Linked DNA regions of Urocitellus parryii: region 1 is linked to region 2. The links are chromatin contacts, called in public Hi-C maps. All regions are on one chromosome and are shown on one strand. Each heading gives the region's core, a stretch centred on a gene start, on an enhancer-like site or on the middle of the called end of the contact. The rest is flanking DNA. Distances are from core to core; before and after follow the strand shown.

What was found. Hi-C and Micro-C count contacts between places; a contact is called where the count stands out from the background.
Region 1: a Hi-C map of muscle shows a contact between it and region 2, with 5 times the contacts expected there. The contact joins the promoter of Fam185a here to the promoter of Armc10 in region 2. A contact is called at or near these places in 2 of 2 Hi-C or Micro-C datasets (liver and muscle).

The regions. Positions count from the first base shown.
Region 1 is chr3:58,616,700-58,619,399 of mUroPar1.hap1, forward strand. Fam185a (family with sequence similarity 185 member A) reads right to left here and starts at 1,391. Exons shown (of 8, transcript XM_026384969.2): 1 at 721-1,391. The coding sequence starts at 1,165.
Region 2 is chr3:58,346,035-58,348,734 of mUroPar1.hap1, forward strand. Armc10 (armadillo repeat containing 10) reads right to left here and starts at 1,402. Exons shown (of 6, transcript XM_026384959.2): 1 at 1,066-1,402. The coding sequence starts at 1,204. It overlaps Fbxl13 (F-box and leucine rich repeat protein 13), which reads left to right and starts at 1,695. Exons shown (of 21, transcript XM_026384982.1): 1 at 1,695-1,769. The coding sequence starts at 1,695.

The DNA.
Region 1 (2,700 bases), core at 141-2,640, 270 kb after region 2:
AGAAAAGATTATTTTAGATGATGATTGTTATCATTATGATCACCATCAATATCATCCTTCAATCTCTGGAAGAAAGAGAGCCTGTGGAGCCCTTCCTGGTGTCTTGAATTTAAGAAATAACACAACCCAAACACCTAGGAAATATATGATGCAGGCATTATTTCTGAAGTTTCTCAGGCAATCTTACTATGTGTTTTTCTTTAAAGCTTGCTACTCCTGGAGAACTTTGGCCAAAAAGATCCAGAGACATCAGTTAGAAGCTAGGTGTCTCTCTGAAACCAGATACTTGCTCCAGGTTAGGTATGGAACAGCCCATAGATAAGAAGTTGTGTGGGGACCGCAAGGAGAGAAGGATAAGCAGGGGGAAAGATAGATGGGTTGCCAAACCATTGAATGGATTATCAATAAACCTCAACCCCCCAAAGTAAAACAGTTTGTTAATGACAATGTGACAAACGAAAACATATGGGTCTCCACAAATATTATTTGGGATTATTCCAAAACATGTTTGCATTCGATTTATTTATTTATTTTTTACTTCATTAGGAACCTAATTCTTAAATACTTCTCAGAACTCAGTAGTGCAGAAGAAAAGGGGCCAACTGTAAATTAGGTTAGAAAGTCAAGTTCAAAGAGGCAAATAAAAATGCACGTTCACCTAACTTGGTCTAATTTAAGAAGGTCACTGTGTTTGTGCTCTGGGGCCCAAACTTCACTTGCCAAACTTCAGGGGTGCGTTCACCTCCACCGACGCCTGGGGGTCCACGGTGTCAGACAGGATGGCCACCTCCTGCAGGGCCTCGTCGTACTTCACCTGCAGGTCATTCAGGCCCAGGATTCCGCCCTCCACGCCGCACACCGCGACCAGCAGGCGGTTGCCATCGGGGTAGGTGAGGGGGTCCAGGGGCCTCACAGACAGGTGGCAAGGGAGCCGCACCCGCAGCCGACCAAATGGGCTAACCAGCAGCGTCCACTCCTTCAGAGTCCGGCGCGCTGGGCCAGGCAGAGAGGCCTCGGGTTCGGATCCCAGCCGCCGCTCGCCACCAGCTGAGCAGTACAGCCTGGCCTGGCAGGCCCTTAGGGTCCAGAGCCTAGCACCGGCCCACACTCGGAGCTGACCAAGCGTGAGGCAACCAAGTCCCCAGCCGGAGCTGGAGGCGAACATGACTCGCCGCTCTCTCGCCCTCCCTAGGAACACCTCAACCACACCCGCGGCGTCCCTTGCCAGGGCCAATCGACTTAAGCACGGAGCTCCTACTAGTCAAAAAGGAAGATTTGCTGAAGCTAGAACAAGCCCATTCACTTAACTAGGCGATTTAGATTTTATCGGCAGGGCAATAGTAAACCGGAATTTGAAAGCTGTAAATACAAATTTCAGAGGCACACTCCTAGCTTACTTCCGCCCCTTTCGCGAAGGCCAACGGGATAGGTAGTTCTGAAAAAGCCAGACGTCAAGACGTTCTGGCGGTTTAAAAACTACATATCCCAGGAGGCAATGCGTGGGAGAGTACGAGTCCTGGGCTGGAGTGTTGGCCTCTTCTGAGAACGGCGCGCGGCCTGTAAGTCAAACCCATTGGCCATTGGAGGGATGGGCGGGGGGCGGGGGGAGGGGGGTAAATCTACATGAGAATCCTGCTGGCCAATGGAAAGAGTGGGAGGGGTAAGGTTAAAGCTGCGTGGTCACCTTGGAGACCAAGGACGCGACTTCTCCTCAGGAGAGGGCGGAGCTTTGGAGTGAAATCCAGGAGGTCAAACCCCCAAAAGAAAACTAGGAGCCTAAATAAGGATCAGGACCAAGGGAAGGGGTAAGAAACTGCTCTTTCTAAAAGACGAGAATTAGGTGCAAAATAGAAGTCCCCTCTGGGTGGCTAAACCAAGCTTCGCTAAACTAGTATGTGTGTGTGGAGGCGAGGTGGGGGGGGGGGGGGCAGGGTCCCCCTGGGATGGAGAATCCTGTGTCAAGAAATAGAGTAACATTGGTGCCTTTTAAGGAAACTCCTTCTTCTGTGGCAAAGAGAGTATAGGAATAGCGTTAGAGTCCTGGCTCTCCCTAATGTAAGTGACCTTACTCCAATCATTGGATGTCTTTGGGGTTCAAATAAAATGCTCGCTTTTCAAATAAGGACAATGATATCTTCCTTGCCTTACTTCAGAGGATCAAATGAGATAAAGAATGGCAATAATGCACAGTCTACAAATTGCAATGTAGGTTCTGTATTTTTATTTTAGGGACAACATTGATTCTAACCAAGACAGTTTTGAGAGATCAGAACTTATTTTGAGAACAGCATTGATCTCTTGGATTACAAATTATTCTCGGTTTGAGGTCAAAAATAAAATATTAAAAAGGAGAGGGTCAACCAGATTTGGTGGAAAAAGCGTAAATCTAAGGGTCAGATTATTTTCCTGGCTCTGCCATTGGTTTATCTGCATCACATGGTCCTGTTTCTTCTATGTTAAGATAAAGATGGATTGTACTAAGTGACTCTATAAGGTCTCTCTTGCTTTTCTATTTTATTATTTTATGAAGGTAAAAAAAAGAGGGTGGGGGGTGAGAGACTTATTTCCTTCTTATCTGCCTGATCTCTCTTCTTTCTCTGACTCTCTCTCCTTCTACAAATCATCCCATAAATTCCTTAGCCAAGACACCAACAAACAATAAAGTTTAATGAAACACAAGTACTGAAAATGAATGCCTTC
Region 2 (2,700 bases), core at 152-2,651:
ACTACCTGCTTATCACAAAGGTCCCCCCCTTTCTGGATCAAGGCAACTAGTTAACACACATAACCACCCTATTTATCAATGAATCTGTGATGTAAAAACAAACAGTGCTGTCAAGTTTTCTTTCTTAAGGACAAGCTATTATTTATCTTGAGTTGTATATGGCCCGTTATAGAGGTGAGCCTTCTGTTTTGGAATTCCATTAGTAGACTGCCTGTGATGTTCGAGGCAATATGTCTTAATGCTTACTCAATAATAAAGCTGTTTGGTTCATTACATCTGCGGAAGAGTTTCTTGGTTGGCAGATTTTAATTATTTTCCGAAAGTTTCCATGATCTGGACCAAGAGCAGGCTGTTAGAATTCTGAATGTACGGATTTAATCAACTTTTAGACAGAAACCTCATCATGGACTTGTCTGCTGGGGGAGTGTGCCTCGTGCTGACAATTATTCCAATAACCAATACACACCCCCATTCCCAAATTGCGAGACGGCGGATCATCTTGACAGTAAGCACTTTACATATTTTACTTCATTTAATCCTCAAGCAACTCTAGAAAGAAGAGTTGTGTGCTGGGCCAAGTGAGGGCAGAACTGCCCCTTTGGTGTTGATTCTATCAGGCAGCTGCAAACTTCCCTCTAGGGCTCCAGGGCCCCAACACCCCTCCCTCGATCGGGGTCTGCCTTTGGTAACCCAAAGGCCCAGAATAAGCTTTAAAATGACAGGCAAAGCAACGCACAGGTTGCTTTGAAACCTCTCCTGATTTTCTGAGAAACCTGGTCTTCTGCTATGTCGCCGATCGCAAGTACAAAAGTTTGGGCAAATTTTCCAACTCCAGATTTTGAACAAAGAAGTGGAAGCTGGGAAGCCCAGGTGGCAGGGCGGATCGTCTCTCGGGCTTCGGGACCCCGCGCATTTCACTAGCCACTCCTCTCTCTCTAGCTCGGCCCTTTCTTTTACTCCAAGGACCGGGAAACCACACAAGTCGTGGAGTCCTCGCCTCCATCCTGGCCCGGGATGGCCCCTGTACCGTTACCCAACCATCTGCAGGGCACCCCGCGACCTCACCTGCGGACCGCGAAGGGCGAAGCCGGCGCCCACCGCTACCCCGCTGCTGGCCCCGGGTCAGTCTGTAAACGCAGTAGCAGGCGCCGGCGCCCAAGACCAGGCCTGCCGCAACCCAGCCCACGTCCCGCGCGCCGCCCATGCTGCGGCCGGGCCCGGACAGGCTGCTCAAGGGGGTCGACGTGGGGTCTCCAAAGCACTGAGGCTCAGCAGCGAGAAAGAAAATGGGTGCCTGAGCTCCGCCTCCCGGAAATGGCACTGTTAAATCGTAAACCCTCCCACTCGACCCCGCTGGTCCCCGGAGCTTCCACCAGGCGGGGCGGGGAGCTGACTCCTGGAGAAGCTGCGTCGCTGCGTCCGGGTGACACTTACTGGGGCTCATTCCCTAGTTCAGCCCGCTGGGCAGGAGGCCCGCCCCCTTAGACCCGCCCCTCTCACCGCCCCCCCTCACCGCCCCGCCTTTCACTGCCCCCCCCGCCCCTGGTGGGGACGCGGGCTGCGCGCGACTCCGCAACCAGCCCAGTGGTTGCCGGGCAACGCATGGTCGCAGCGAGTCAGCGTTCCCTGAGCAGCTCGGAGGCGCGGGGCGCTGTGGGGAGACAGAGCGTAGCCTCTCTGCCCGGCCTCTGACCATGTCCTCTCTACGCACTGCCAGCCCCAGGCTGAGGAGCTACTTCAAGGAAAACTACATTCCTCAGATCTGCGAGGTACTGCAGCCACTGGACTGCGGACCCGGGTCCGGCGTGGGGAGGTGGAAAGGGGAGGAGTCAGGGAAGACTTCCTCCAATAGGGGCTGGGAGGAGTGGCGGGAAGGAGCCGCGGAATTGGAGAGGGGGAAGTCAAATTTAGGTAAATTGGTCTGGACCCAAGGTATTGATCAAAGGCGGTAGGGTAGTAATGGCTGAAGATAAGGAGTGGGGTGGAGATAGTGGGTGACATCTCCCAGGGCCCAGGGCGGAAACCCCAAACTCCAACTTTTAAGGTTTGAACAAGAGCCTAAGGGACAGGAGAAGGAATGAAAAAAAAAAAGCCAGAGACCAGAGGAAAATCAGGAAAGTGTGTTAAGAAGGAGGGAGTGGGCCGTGATCACCTAGGGGGTTCTGGGGTTGTCTCAGAATGAGCCTGTGGAGAAGGATGCTCACAATCAGGATTGCCTTTGAACAGGAGGGACTACCCCCCCCCCCCCCGCCCCAGCATTTAAACTGATGGGTAGGAGGATAGTATGAGGGTGAATAGAAGATTTTGTACCCTTAGGGACAGAAAGCAGAGAAAGTTCTTTGGCGACTTAATTTTCACTGCAAATTGCTGGTGAAATACTTGTCAAGAAGGTATATGTTTGGATAGGGATGGGGGAGGAGTGCAGGAGGAGATTTGAGCAAAGTAACAGTGGAGAATGAGGGAGAGAGATACCTAAGGAAGGAAAGAGAAGAGCCCAACTGAGGGTAGTTGACTTTCTTGTGTGGTTGGGAGGGCCATTTGTTACAGCCCTCTTCCTTGTTGAAAGGTAACTTAGGAGTACTTATTAAAATGTTAAGTACAAGTGTACCCCATTGCCTAAGTTGATTTTTTTTTCTGAGGAATCCTTCACCACTTCTGCTCCTCCATTACCAGCAGGTGGAAGAGAACATTGTCTTCCGG